5 separate regions of the Mus musculus genome follow, and regions 1, 2, 3 and 5 are each linked to region 4. A link is a contact called in public HiCAR-type, HiChIP or PLAC-seq and promoter capture Hi-C data. All regions are on one chromosome and are shown on one strand. The core of a region is the stretch at or near the end of the contact, and the rest is flanking DNA. Distances in the headings are between cores, read along the strand shown. Region 1 overlaps Ghr (growth hormone receptor). Region 2 has its middle 160 kb from the start of Gm41255. Region 3 has its middle 150 kb from the start of Fbxo4. Region 4 holds the start of Ghr (growth hormone receptor). Region 5 has its middle 110 kb from the start of Gm41255.

Region 1 (2,700 bases), core at 161-2,660, 250 kb after region 4:
ATACAGAGATATATCTAAGAATATGATAGAGGATTACTAGCAGAAACTGAGCAAAATGCAATTTCGAATTGCTCACTTGACAGCTGAGCAGAGAGAGTAAGCACTAAATTCTCTGCTTCCTGTAACAGGCCATATTTAAAAAGTGAAGTCTTTCTAACTCTCTACTTCTTTGGTTTTTGATTTGTGTGTGTGTGTGTGTGTGTGTGTCTGTGTGTCTGTCAAAATCCTAAAGTACAAATGCTATCAGAGCTAAAAATAAATACGTAGCACAACAACTCTTCCAATGAATTTCAGATTTGAGACTAAAAGGGAATTAGAGGAGATTTTATAAGTATTTTTTTAAATGAAACATCATTCTTACATTTAAAAATGTTGCTCTGTTATAAAGTAGAGTTCAATCGATGTGGATTGTCGGAAGAATTAGGAGTGTGGTCAGAGTGTGGTCAAAATGAATGAAATGATTTGGTCTCTGAAGGAAGCAGACTATCACTATCAAGAGTGTTTCTCTGGAGTCTAATCAATTCTCCATTGAATTCACAGTGCAACCTGATCCACCCATTGGCCTCAACTGGACTTTACTAAACATTAGTTTGACCGGGATTCGTGGAGACATCCAAGTGAGTTGGCAACCACCACCCAATGCAGATGTTCTGAAGGGATGGATAATTCTGGAGTATGAAATTCAGTACAAAGAAGTAAATGAATCAAAATGGAAAGTGGTAAGAGTCACTCCATTCTATACATTGACTTTTCTTCTTTCTAATTCAATACTCACTTTCTTATTTGTAATAACACTTTCTTTTCACCTAGGACTATATTTCCAAATTATGTGCCCTATAACTTGTTATTAGAGGAAGACTGATATAATCTCAATACCTTAAAAGTATCTAAGACAACAAATGCTGATGTGAATCTTCCATGTAGATATATGGAAGAGTATTGGGAGGAGAAAACCATTTCCCTAGTTATCTTTGGTGTTCAGTTTAACCATGGAACAAGGTCACAGACTTACCACTTTGCTATCTTTAGAGATGTGGTTGAACTTAACTAGGATCATGATCAAGGTCAAGAGTAGGCTATGGCCAAATGTTATCCCATGACTTTAATGACTGCTACTCATAAGACCTATATTAGTATTTGTTCTTGGTTCTCTCCAGAAGAGAGGCACAAAGAAGGAATTTAATCTATAGAGGTTTCATAAAGATGTTCTTTTACATACCTCAGAGAAAATCAAGCTGAGAGGCCACTTCATAAGGGAGAAGAGAGCAAATTGGCCCGCAAACCTCTCACTTCCCTGCCAAGCACTTGGGAACTCGGCACTGAGATAAATTCTACATGGCACACAACAAGAAGGGAAACAGGATTACCATGCCATTCCAAATATAACTAATTCTAAATCAGTCTAACCACAGCCACAGCCCTGGCCAAGTCAAGCAGCTTCTCGATAGGCATGACGTTGTACCCAGCACCCTGGCAGGGTCTACTCCCCAAATTTTGAGACATGAGGCCCTGTCTATTCAGTGTAGCACCAAAAATGAAGCCAATTTTGTCATTAGCAGAGAATACAACTTGGGGTGCCTCGAACAGCTACTTCTTCTGTTCAAAGTTCTGTTTTCTAAATCATTCTAATTTAGATATCTGGTTTATGACTTGGTACCAAAAGGGGCCTGGCTGGATGTTAATTCAAACAAGGCTTTCTAAACCGAGTCATAATCAAACACTTATTCGCCCACCAAATATAGGAACAACTACTTTGCACAAGGTACCAAGGGCACCTGAGGTAGCAGTTTTGAAAATGAGAAACATGTACCTCTGAGGACTCTTGAGACCATCTCAAGGGAGCATATGAGGTCAACACTAATTTCACACTAATAACATGTTTGTTCCCTAGTTCAAAAACAGTGGTAAGAAAACTACTGCCTCGTGGCATGAATCAAGTCAGCAATCCCATTGTTTACAGTTACATTGTGAAGCTCACATTAAAGGCTGGGGCTGTTTCCTAGGAGCCTCTGCTTAAATCTCAGCCTTGGAGTGTATTGCTGTCCCAGCTCCTGTGGCACATGGAGAGTACACACTGTACTCATCTACATTCCAAGGTAATGAAGGATCAAAACACTTAAATGCTTCAGCAACCAGACCAGCAGCTCTTTTGTATGAAGCACAAATTTTATACGAAGGACAAAACACATACTAGTAGATAATCACTTATATTTGAATTGACAAAGATTTCTCAAGGAAACATTTGTTCTTCCAGTGAACATCTGACAAGGTTTGCACCAGGGATGTTAACCTCCAGGCAGAATAGAGTTTTTAACAATGTATATCTACAACCATAATTTGCCTTCCAACGTAGTAAGACTTACCCCAAAAGGATCCATTGTGATATTAGCAAAAATGGTGGTTTTATGTTAGATAATAAAATCTGTGAAGACTTCTGATGCTTACATCTCAGTAAACTAGATTAAATATTTTTTCAAATAGCCTGAGAGTAATTACACTAATCACATAATCATATATTATGTAAAATTATCATTAATTATCATGTTAATGATGTTTTGAAATATTTATATGTGGTAAGATGGTTCAGCAGAGCTATGAATGGATATATTTTTCACAGATGTTTTTGAACTGACAGTTTCAAATCTGCTCTCTTGTATATTCCAAAATATCCCTTTTTTTTTCTACCCATTTGTTCATCAA
Region 2 (2,700 bases), core at 184-2,683, 190 kb before region 4:
GACTGCCCTCCGAAAGACCCAACAAGCAGCTGAAAGAGTTAGATGCAGATATTTGCACCCAACCAATGGACAGAAGCAGCTGACCCCTGTTGTTGAATTAGGGAAGGAGGAAAGAAGCTGAGAAAAAGGTGGATCCTGTAGGAGGACCAGCAGTCTCAATTAATCTGGACCCCAGAGATCTCTCAAACACTGGACCACCAAACAGACAGCATACACCAGCTGATATGAAGCTCCCAACACACATATAGTAGAGGACTGCTGGGTCTGTGTTCTTTCAGAGATGATGCACCTAACCCTCATGAAACTGGAGGCCTCAGGGAGTTTAGAGGTCAGGTGGGGTGGGGAGTTGGGGCATCATTGTGGAGACAGAGGGGTTGGGGAGGAGGTATGTGATGTGAAGCAGTCGGAGGGTGGATGGGTGGGTGTGAGAAATGGAATATGGAGTGTAAAAAATAAATTGTTTTTTTAAAAAGAAAAACAAAATACTAAAATGTTACTTTAAAAATATAGTTACCAAACCAGTGGAAGGTAAAACTGATTTAATGGAGAATCTGAAGAGCAAACATATTAGTCATAGAGTCACTGAATGAATTTATGTATACATGAAAAGCCAATAAGTTGATGCATTGGAAATAATCCAACAAACATAGTTCCTATTTCTCTAGGTGACATACACTTGCTTTCCTGTCAGTTTTCTGGGACTTTTCTGTAAAATATTCCAAGATAATCTCAGAAGATTATGAAGTACTTCCTAGAAAAGTATTTATTGCTAATATTACTTACATATGTCAAAAATGTTCATGCAGGTAAATATTTCTTTGGGACTTTTGCCATCTTATATATATATATTTATTTGTACATATATATAATATATATACACAGTATATATATTATATATATTTGTATATATAAAAATATATATTTTATATAATATATATTTATATATATTATATATAAATATAAATATATATATATATATTTGTACCCATAGTCCATAGTCCCTTCTAGAGCTCAGGGATAGATGTATTTCTGAAATACATCTGAATTTGTATAACAGTTCTGCCCTACTCCTAGTCAGGAAACTCACATTTTCCAGTCTATTCTCCTGACTCCTAATGTTTCTCCTATGAAACACTGCTTCTCAACTTGGGCTCTCTTGTGGGAGGCTATCTGTGGAGTTGTAAGAAAAGTTCATCCCTGGAAGTTACACACAGCATGCCAACAGTACTACTTCTGTTGGGATACCAAGCAAATGTCTCCAGACATTGCCCAATGTCTCTTCTTATTGAGAACCACCGCTAAAACAAAATAAGTAGAGGTGCTCTGAAAAGCAGGACTGGAAACAATCACAAAGGAATTCAAGTGTCCATGCCAAGTCAGTGAATGGTTTTAAGTTTAGTGTGATGCAATTTTAACTTAGAAAGATTGCAGTAAAATTGACAAGAGTATGCATTCGGGAAAAGGATACGGTGCCTTGGAAAGAGCTGAGGAGGATAGCCACATGGGGGGTGAAGGCAGTGAACCAGTGCAGGAGAGAGTAGGGGAGGGTATAGCAGATGAAGTAGATTAGTAATTAGTCAATCTACTACATCGTTCAGCTGGTGCTGGGGATACGTCTGTGTTAGATATTTATTCACAAAGATGTTAAAGTAGAGGCCAGAAGTTCTGAGAAAGCAACACAAAGAACAGATGTGAGTGAGATCTTGGACTGCCTGTTGGAGTCAGCATGCATGAGGCTGTCTACGGTTACCTGACTCCCAGTGTCTTTCTCATTGTAGTTTAAGAAACAAGGAAGAGATGAATGTGAAGTCCATAATATGCCTGCCAACTAAATTTCAGATAGACTTATTGATTCTAAAACCATCCTTTAAAGGATTTACCTTGAAAGTGTATGTTGTCACTCTTCCACTTTGTGATATAAATATTTACAAAAGTTTCTTGTTGGTTTTACAGCTCAGATGTCTTTTCAAGTCATTCCTTTAAAATACAGCCTTAGGGGAGACATTCTGATACCTGTCTTCTAGTCCCTTTGGAAAGGTAGCAGCCAGTTTCTGCCAACATATAAGATAATCTCCATAAAAATACAGATACAAATTTAGGACTCCATCTGACCCACAGCTTCTATCAATAAACCTTTTATGCTCTTTTGCTATCATCCTGCTAATTTAACTCAGGGCTTATGACCTCCTGCTACCTCTAATTTTGGAGGAATATAGGTCTGTGTTTTGATCTCTTGTTTCTAGTGCAGTAAACTGGAAGAAAGTCCTCCTTTTTCCTAGGGCTATGGCAGCTGATGCAGTGCTATAGGGTATTGATGGCCATGGTGTCCTCCCATAGGAGAAGGTCTGTTTTCAGTGAATATTGACATCAGAAAGTAAGAGACTGGGGTAACAAAATAGAGGTAAAGAATAATTTCAGAAATAATTCAAAGCTGGGCCTGGTGGATTTGTCTTTAATCCCAACATTGGGGAAGCAGAGGCAGGCAGATCTCTGTGAGTTCAAGACCAGCTTGGTCTCCACAATGAGTTCCAATACAGTCAGGGTTACACAGAGAAACTTTTTCAAGCAAAACAGCAACAACACAAAAACAACAACAAAAATAATTCAAGACCCTCATTTGCAGCATTTCCTGAGTTTCTAGTCCTTCTCTATACATTATTAAACACATAGCTAGTCTATGAATCAGGAAGCATCATCCTA
Region 3 (2,742 bases), core at 216-2,715, 250 kb before region 4:
AATCCATACATTCATAGGGTGTCAGAAACTCTCCCCTCTCTGCCTCAAATAATGTTATGAAAACTCAATGTCAACATGTAAAAGAGTGAAAATAGACCTTTGTCTTATACCATGTAAGAAAACATCTCAAAGGCATGAAGACTTAACCATTATGATTTCAAGCTATTCTCTACCCATCAAAGGATACATTAGAAGAATGCTTTTTAGTACTGGTTTTGGTATTGATTTTATGGCTATGACATCAAAAGTATAAGTAAAAGGACAAAACGGATTATGCATAATAAAAAGATTCTGTATAGCACTTTACTGTACTCTTTGTATTAATTGCAAAAAGAAGCATTTCCAAAGTTAATAGCAGCTCTAGCCTGTTAGTAGAAAGATCAATATTTAGAAGGTTTGGTACACTTCTATTCAACAGCAACAACAATAGTAAAAAACAAACAAAACAAAGCGAAACAAAACAAAATGAAAACCAGTATTAGGTTCCCTAGAATGGTCTATGACTTCTCCAGGCATCAGCTTTAGATCACGTTTACAGTACCATGTATGAATTTAGACCTCAGATCCAATCAGTGTTTGGCTTCTCCAGTGTACAGCACATCTTTCCTAGCAGGTCAGTATTGTAGCAAGCAGGGCTTGGAGCTGGATGAGACCCTTGGTGAGCCTCCATTTCCCCACTCCCCAGAAAAATTGTCAAGCACCTTACGTCCCAGTGACAACACACTACCAGAGAGGAAGTTTCCCATTCAGATCTAATTTCTCTCTGTGCTACAAACAAAGTCACTGCTATCATCAGTGATAGGGATTTGCCATTCAGTCCTTGGAGGCATTCATGAGCAAAGGGGCATGTTGTATTGTTTTCGGGGACTCATGGACCAGTTAACACAGGGGAAAGTATCTCATGTTTGGGATTTTTGTTTAACAACTCAAGGATACCTGGGAATAGCATTATCTATCCATGCAGGGCACTTCTGTTCAAATCTCTCTGGAAATTATATTTTAAATTAGCTTACAAAAATAATGTTTCCAAATGGCTTTATAGATTTCTTCTAAGTCTAAATTAACCCCTTCTGCTTCATCTCTGCATATTTGGCAACCCCAGTACCACTTTTTCTAACCTCAGCTGACTTATGTTCTATTCCTCTTCCCCCTTCAAGGCCTTGTCCCCACGCAACCTCCCATGACCCTTTCTCAGTCCCCACAGACATTCCAAGTTAAACACACAAATCTAGAAATCTGAAGCTAAGATCTGCATATGAGTGAGCATGCAGTGTTTGTCTGTCTGGGTCTGGGTCACCTTACCCAACATAATATTTTCCAGATCCATTTATTTTCCTGCCAATCTCATGATTTCAATTCTCTTTGCAACTGAAAAGAATTCCATTGTGTATATGCATCACATTTTCATTATCCATCCATCACTTGGTGGACATCTAGGCTGATTCTACTTCCTAGCTACATAAACTGAGCAGCAACAAACATGGATGTGTCTCAGTGCTGGGATATAGACTTCTTTGAGTATATATATTGAGGTATGCTAGAGCTGGGTCATGTGACAGTTCTATTTTTATCTTAAATATAGTTCTGTTTTTACCTCCACAATGATTTCGATAGTGATTTTTCTAATTTACACTCCCACCATCAGGGAATCACTGCTCTACATTCCCTGAATCCTCACCATCATTATTGGATATTCATTTTTGTGATACAATGTAATATTGTTCTGACTGGGTGATACATGGTCTCAGAGTAATATTAATTTGCATTTTCCTAATGGTTAAGAATGCTGATCACTTTAAAATAACATTTATAACCCATTTGTATTTCTTCTTTTCAGAACTCCCAGACCACTCATTGACTGAGCTGTTTCCTTTGTGTTTAATTTCTTGAGTTCTTTGTAAGCTCTAGATACTAATTTTCAGTGGGATATATAGCTAGGTAAGCCTTTCTCCCATTCTTTTGGCTCCTTTTCTATGAGGTCCCATTGTTGTCTCTTGATCTTCTCTTCTGGGTAATCCAAATCTTGTTATTCAGGAAGTCTATGCCCATGCCTGCATATTGATGCATTCCCCTGCTTTTTCATTTAGCATTTTCATAGCTTCAGGTCTTCTTACACGCGTTCACGACCGGCCAGGAAGAACACAGCAAACCAGAATCTTCTGCGGCAAAACTTTATTGCTTACATCTTCAGGAGCAAGAGTGCAAGAGAGAGAAAAAGAAAGCAAGAACAAGAAAGCAAGAGCAAGAACAAGAAAGCAAGAGAGAGAAAAAGCAAGAACAAGAGAGAGAAAAAGAATGGCAAAACCCCGTCCCTTTTAAGGAGAATTATCCTCCACCTAGGACGTATTACTCCCTGATTGGCTGCAGCCCATCGGCCCAGTTGTCATCACGAGAAAGGCAGAACACATGGCGGGAAAACTGCCCCTGCACGTGTGCAAATTATGTTTACCACTTAGAACACAGCTGTCAGCGCCATCTTGTAATGGCAAATGTGAGGGCGGCTTCCTACAAGGTCTCATGCTGAGTTTCATTGTCCATTGGAGCTTATTTCTGTGCAGGGTGATAGACAGGAGTGTGTTCCAGCCTCTGTGTTGAGATGCAGTCTTTGCAGCACCATTTATTGAAGATGCCATCTTTCTTCAATGTGTAGCTTTTGGTAACTTGAGACACTACATTTTGATAGTCTTGTAAAAGCTCGTATTTCAAAATGAAATGTATACTATCCATAGATATAATAAGCAT
Region 4 (2,719 bases), core at 166-2,665:
ATTTTATTCTTTTGCAGTGCTTAAACGTTTTACTGTGACTCTGGGTCTGAAAGCTAGTGAAAAGAGGGGGTGGGGGTCCTTTTTAAAGCTGAGGCTGTTAGGAAGGTTAAAGATAAGTGAGCTTACAACTAGCTGTCAGAACAAAGCAAACAGTAAAAAGACCACATGACCAGTTGCTCCACCAGATACAAGACAGCTAGACAGCCCCGGGGCTGGACTTTTGTACCTTTGTACTCTATGCCTGGAGAAGAGAGTGGTGAAGCCGTCTGGTGCTTCGTGACAATACTTACACAGCACTCTGACTTTAAGAAGTGCTTTGACAACTCCCATCTTGGTTAATTTTTTTTTTTCAACAAAATGGACCTAGGTAGCAAGAGCCTGTTGTCTGATAGACAAACTGTGTCTTTCTCTAGGTCACAAACAAGGACAAACCTCAGGCTGGACCTTATTCGTGCCTTCCCTGCAGACCTGTGTTCCGTACTAACATAGCTCTCTTCAAACAAACATGCATTCTTGGTAAATTACCTACTTTGTCTCCACTTTTTTTATTTTAACCTCTCGGATTGGAATGTCTTTAATGTCCCAGTGAGCAGGAGTTTGAAAATTGGAACCAACTAGACAGATAAAAGCCTAGTACACCCCGGCATAGTCTTACAAGAAGTGGATGCTCACAGTCAGCTATTGGATGGATCACAGGGCCCCCAATGGAGGAGCTAGAGAAAGTATCCAAGGAGCTAAAGAGATCTACAACCCTGTCGGTGGAACAACATTATGAACTAACCAGTACCCCGGAGCTCTTGACTCTAGCTGCAAATGTATCAAAAGATGACCTAGTCGGCCATCACTGGAAAGAGAGGCCCATTGGACATGCAAACTGTATATGCCCCAATACAGGGGAACGCCAGGGCCAAAAAAAAAATGAGAATGGGTGGGTAGGGAAGTGGGGGGGAAGGGTATGGGGGACTTTTGGGATAGCATTGGAAATGTAATTGAGGAAAATATGTAATAAAATATTTTAAAAAATAAAAATAAAAAAAATGGAAAAAAAAAAAAGCCTAGTAGACTCATCACACTTCCCAAGGCTACTTCTTCCTGTACCTGCAGGAGGTGCACTGCTCTCTTTGAACTTACAGCCTGTTCTTGAGGACTTCTAGATACTGCCTTCTTTGGGGGAACCCGATGGGTGGAGAGGAGGGAAGTCTCCCGCAACTACCAATATTTTCCTCTAGGAGGAGCCCTGCCGCCCAATTGAGAGCGACACGCACCAACTCGCAACTCCTCGCCAGAAAGCTTCATCCCAGCCCTGCGGACTGAGTAGCGGGGGCGGCGTTCAGCCTCCCCGCAGCGGCCCCGGAGCTAGCTGCCCTCAGCTCCCGCTGCCCTTCCCCTAGGCAGCCTGGATCCCCGAGGCGGCGGCGGGTCCCTCGCAGAGCCGAACGCCAGCCGCCTTTTCCCACCCCTCCCCTCTCTTCCTCTCCCCTCCCCTCCCCTCCTCCCTTCCCGTTTCACCCCGCCCCCTTCCTCCTCCCCAAGCCTGACAACCCACGAGCTGCCAAGCAGGGCGCAGCCATGGGAAGAGGAGGCGGTCTAGGGAGCGGCGGCACTGGCAGAGGCGGCTGCTACAGCGGCGGTGGCGGCGACGGCTGTTACTGAACCCCGGCAGCCGCGGGGATCCCGGGCTGGGTCCACGCGGGCCTGAGGCCTCGGCTCCAGCAGCCCCCAAGCGGACACGAACCCGCGTTCTGTCTCCCGAGGCGAAACTCCGAGGTACTGGAGGGGAGTTCTTATTTCCCTCACATTGTGCCAGGAGACCTGGGAGTAGACCCGGGCATGCCAACTGCTTGTGAAAAATTGGGGTCACTTTTATGTATTTGCCCCGATAATTTTATTTTATTTTATTTTATTTTATTTTATTTTATTTTATTTTATTTTATTTTATTTTATTTTGATGAGTTTAGAGTGGGTTGTATTCCCTTCTCAAAAGTTGTTTTCTGCTGATGGGTTGGTGTAACCCGATCCTCCGTGTCCTGGAGAAGTGTGTGTGTGTGTGTGTGTGTGTGTGTGTGTGTGTGTGTGCGCGCGCGCGCCTGTGTGTGTGTGTGTGTGTGTAAGTTGTTCTTGGTGCTGAGTGAAGCTGAAAGTTGATGTGGGCGACAAGGAATGGGGGGCAGCAAGCGAACTGTCCCAGCCTGGAGCCTGCTCCAACCAGGTTGTGAGATGCAAGGAGAGGTTTCTTCCTAAGACTGTTTTCTTGGTCTTAAAAGTTTCGCGAGTGTGTTTGTCACCATCAGCCTGCTAACCTGGAGCAAGGACTGTGGAAGCTGCTGCTGCTGTCTGAAGCGAGCTCCTGGTTGGGTGTGATGGCCTGAGGGACTCCGGAGGGTGGGTTGTGAAGCACGCGACCCCCGCAGCGCTCTGCCTTTGCGCAGTCTGTGCAGGCTGCAGCTGCAAGCTGGAAGCAGAGGAGCTGGAGTCAGAGTCACCGACGCCAGAGCCTCCATGAACTGGGGTGAGTGGAAATTGTGGCAAGCCAAACTGTCCCGGCGCTGGACACACTCGTGGTTATGAAATCAACCAGGCTCAAAGTTCTGATAGAACTGCAGAGTCTTGAGAGCTGAGCGGGTGAGTCGGGTCACGTCTGGAGAGAGAGAGGGAGAGAGCTGGCTGCAAGCAGTGGTTGTAACATGGGACTATCCGCTTGTGGGTGCGTGGGGAAATC
Region 5 (2,700 bases), core at 162-2,661, 140 kb before region 4:
TGTGAATAGAAAGCTTTACACCAGCCCACGCATATGGCCAGGAATCCTTCATAAATCACTTAATGGGCAGATCTCACCTCCAGTGAGATGGGAAAACATTCTTTATAAAGACTTACTCTGAAGGCTGCCTCCTGCTTTCCTGGATAGGAATATGTAGTTGCCTGCCAGAACTACTGTTTATACTTGAGAAGCTAGGGAAGCCCTTCTCAGGGGAGCCAGGGTGAATCTTCACAGACAAGGGCCACATCAGGACCTATCCTCATGCTTACTTCTAGTACAAGGAAGTTTCTTCTGTTCCCCTTTGCACCTTTCTTTCTAAGTCTTAAAATAATTTCCCTAAAGAAGCTCTCCTTAGTAAACCAAATAGGAATTCTTCCCCATGGGTAACATGTTTAACTCTGTGTTGTTGTCTTACAAAAATCTTATCACACCGTGCAGACACATCATTTAGGGGACTTACTCATTTACTGCTTGTCTCTCCCTCTAGGGCATATGATCCTGAGGATAAGGGCTGTTTGACCTTGACTGGATATAGCATACATAGTGCTAGTGTTTCGATTAGTGTCTCCCAAAGAATTATGTGGTGATAACTTAATCCAAGACCTGTACTCAAAGGATATTTACAATCCTTTCAGAGGTAGAGCCTCGTGGGAGGTCTCCCCAGGTCTCTGAGAATGAGATGTCAGTCATCTATTTCTCTTCTTCTTTTTGCAGATGTACATTTGGGTCCCAGTAGATTTTTACCATTATTTGCTTCCCTTGGCAGAGGCCAGGGGAATCTCCAAAATATGAACCAAAGTAAGCATTATGTATTTATAAGTTAGTTACCTCAAATACTTCATTATGGTAGTGCGAAACTGATGAGTCAACATGGTGTCTAGAGTAGAGCTTGATCCATCATGGACATTCAATAAATATTTGCTCACTGAATGAATGGACCACCTTTATTTTCTCTGCACCCAAAAGTGGACTATGACATTTAAGAGCAGAGAACTTCAACACAAAGGAGAAAGACAATCCTCCTAATCTAAAAATATATAGAAATTCACAAAAGTGCCCTTAAGCAGAGTTTATAAAGGTGCAAGATAAACTGGGTAATTCAAGGTCTCCTAAAAGTCAAGAAAACGTCACCCAGACCATAGTTTACTCAGCTATCTTCTCCAAATTCAGGGGAAAGGACTGGGCTTTTATTGCTTATTTTACAAATTGAGGTTTCCAAAAGTTTATTCTGGTATTAATATCTTCCTGTGGGTACAATGATGGCAGGAGCAACAGAGCAGAAAGTGACAGGAAAGCCACTTGGCTTTCTAGACTAAGGGATTCCAAGGTCAGAGCACAGTGTAACTCATGCAAATCATCTCTCAGCCAAGTGGAAAACACTGGTCCGAGTCCAGCCCAATGAAAAGTAGTCAACTAAAAGGAATGTACTGAACAGAGATACCACAGAGTTTCCCACAACAACAGATGACATTTGAAAGTACTATGCCACAATCCCATCATGGTGAGGACATTTTATCTGATGGGATCAGTCTGACATATTGCCCAAGACTGCCTAGAAGATTCAGGATATGAGACATTCTAAGCCGAGTTTGGATTTGGGGAGAAAATGAGTTTCGCTTAGCTATTGATAAAAATGAGTAGAGATTTAAAATATCTACAGTACATTGTTGTCAATAGCCATAAATAGCTGAAATTATGACTTAGAGGATTTTCTATAATTTATACAGGCTATCTTCTAGATCTATGGTTGAGCTGTTAAGCATGTATGAAGTCACATGCTCAGACCTGTAGTGGACTGCTATGCACACATGGTTATACATGGTAGTAGCTCTTCATAGGTTTATAGATGGCTATTTTATGCATCTAAATGTCATTCTCCTTTGGGCCCCATTTCTATTTGTAATATACCCAAACTCTTTGTCCATGATCATTCTGGAGATCAATCTATTAGTTTCTTAAAACCCCCAAAAATAATTAGAAAAGAGGTCATGGTTTTAAGAGACTGAGAAATATGGAAAGAGTGAAGGGAGAAAGGGAAGAGAGGAAATGATATAAATACAAGAGTCAGTCACATGGGAAATAAGAAAATTAAAAGTTTAAATTAGAAGAGGACACCTATGAAAACATACACACACACACAGAGCCCAATGGTATTGTCAGTGTATTTCTGTTGCTGTGATTGAACACCAGAGACCAGAAAATTTATAAACAATAAAGACTTACTTAGATCTCAGTTCTGGCATCTGGCAAGTTCAAGAGCATGACATTAGCATTTAGTGGGGACCTCCACACTCCCCAATGACATTCTGAGGGCATGGCACTGCAATAAGAACAGTTCCCCAGGTCCACTTTATCTGTCCCATTGTCTCTTCTTTATCTTTCTCTGTGTTCTTCTTCTTCTCCTATAGCTCCTTCCTCTTCTTCCTCTTCCTTATCCTCTTCTAATTTCTGGCTAAGTTATAAGTATTATATTTTTTCTATTTTTAATTGGAAAAATTTTTTCATATGATGTATTATTATTACAGTTTTCCCCTTCCCACCTCTCCTCCTACCCAACCCCCCCCCCACCGTGTGTTGTCTGTCTGTCTCTCTAACTCTTTCATTAGAAGACAAATAGCCATCTGAAATCAATAATAAAATGAAATAAAATAAGATAAAATAAAAACATAAGGCAAACAAGGCATGATGGGACCCACCTGC

Evidence for each region. Promoter capture Hi-C pulls out the DNA fragments that hold promoters and counts their contacts. HiCAR-type assays count read pairs that join an accessible place to other places. HiChIP or PLAC-seq counts read pairs in DNA pulled down with a chosen protein or histone mark.
Region 1: an H3K27ac HiChIP or PLAC-seq map of heart atrium shows a contact between it and region 4, with 8 read pairs. The contact joins the enhancer-like site here to the promoter of Ghr in region 4. A contact is called at or near these places in 9 of 39 promoter capture datasets (the 3T3-L1 cell line, 3T3-L1-derived adipocytes, cranial neural crest and 4 more), 4 of 484 Hi-C or Micro-C datasets (muscle stem cells, myocytes, olfactory sensory neurons and 1 more), 5 of 115 datasets of contacts at active chromatin or transcription factors (cardiomyocytes, embryonic limb bud, heart atrium and 2 more) and 2 of 9 other capture datasets (adipose tissue and pancreatic islet).
Region 2: a contact with region 4 is called in a promoter capture Hi-C map of liver, with 2.6 times the contacts expected there. The contact joins the enhancer-like site here to the promoter of Ghr in region 4. A contact is called at or near these places in 3 of 39 promoter capture datasets (the 3T3-L1 cell line, 3T3-L1-derived adipocytes and liver) and 1 of 484 Hi-C or Micro-C datasets (embryonic fibroblasts).
Region 3: a promoter capture Hi-C map of 3T3-L1-derived adipocytes shows a contact between it and region 4, with 2.4 times the contacts expected there. The contact joins the enhancer-like site here to the promoter of Ghr in region 4. A contact is called at or near these places in 5 of 39 promoter capture datasets (the 3T3-L1 cell line, 3T3-L1-derived adipocytes and liver).
Region 5: a contact with region 4 is called in a HiCAR-type map of kidney, with 4 times the contacts expected there. The contact joins the enhancer-like site here to the promoter of Ghr in region 4. A contact is called at or near these places in 4 of 39 promoter capture datasets (the 3T3-L1 cell line, 3T3-L1-derived adipocytes and liver), 5 of 484 Hi-C or Micro-C datasets (the C2C12 cell line, muscle stem cells, myocytes and 1 more) and 3 of 115 datasets of contacts at active chromatin or transcription factors (embryonic stem cells, heart atrium and kidney).

The regions. Positions count from the first base shown.
Region 1 is chr15:3,331,366-3,334,065 of GRCm38.p6, reverse strand. It overlaps Ghr (growth hormone receptor), which reads left to right. Exons shown (of 11, transcript NM_010284.3): 7 at 541-719. The region is part of intron 4 of Gm41254 (a long non-coding RNA gene); the gene reads right to left. Among named protein-coding and RNA genes, the nearest start is that of Ccdc152, 29 kb to the right of the region's middle. Within about 2 kb of position 1,410, at least 7 of the 459 cell types and tissues checked have an H3K27ac peak or open chromatin away from gene starts, as enhancers often do. A contact at or near this core is called in cardiomyocytes, heart atrium and muscle stem cells, where this site is marked.
Region 2 is chr15:3,774,729-3,777,428 of GRCm38.p6, reverse strand. No RefSeq gene overlaps it. Among named protein-coding and RNA genes, the nearest start is that of Gm41255, 160 kb to the right of the region's middle. Within about 2 kb of position 1,433, at least 7 of the 459 cell types and tissues checked have an H3K27ac peak or open chromatin away from gene starts, as enhancers often do.
Region 3 is chr15:3,828,859-3,831,600 of GRCm38.p6, reverse strand. No RefSeq gene overlaps it. Among named protein-coding and RNA genes, the nearest start is that of Fbxo4, 150 kb to the left of the region's middle. Within about 2 kb of position 1,465, at least 2 of the 459 cell types and tissues checked have an H3K27ac peak or open chromatin away from gene starts, as enhancers often do.
Region 4 is chr15:3,582,048-3,584,766 of GRCm38.p6, reverse strand. Ghr (growth hormone receptor) reads left to right here and starts at 1,415. Exons shown (of 11, transcript NM_010284.3): 1 at 1,415-1,767. RefSeq lists a cis regulatory region at 1,225-1,359 and promoters at 1,495-1,679, 206-1,679.
Region 5 is chr15:3,724,167-3,726,866 of GRCm38.p6, reverse strand. No RefSeq gene overlaps it. Among named protein-coding and RNA genes, the nearest start is that of Gm41255, 110 kb to the right of the region's middle. Within about 2 kb of position 1,411, at least 32 of the 459 cell types and tissues checked have an H3K27ac peak or open chromatin away from gene starts, as enhancers often do. A contact at or near this core is called in the C2C12 cell line, kidney, muscle stem cells and 1 more, where this site is marked.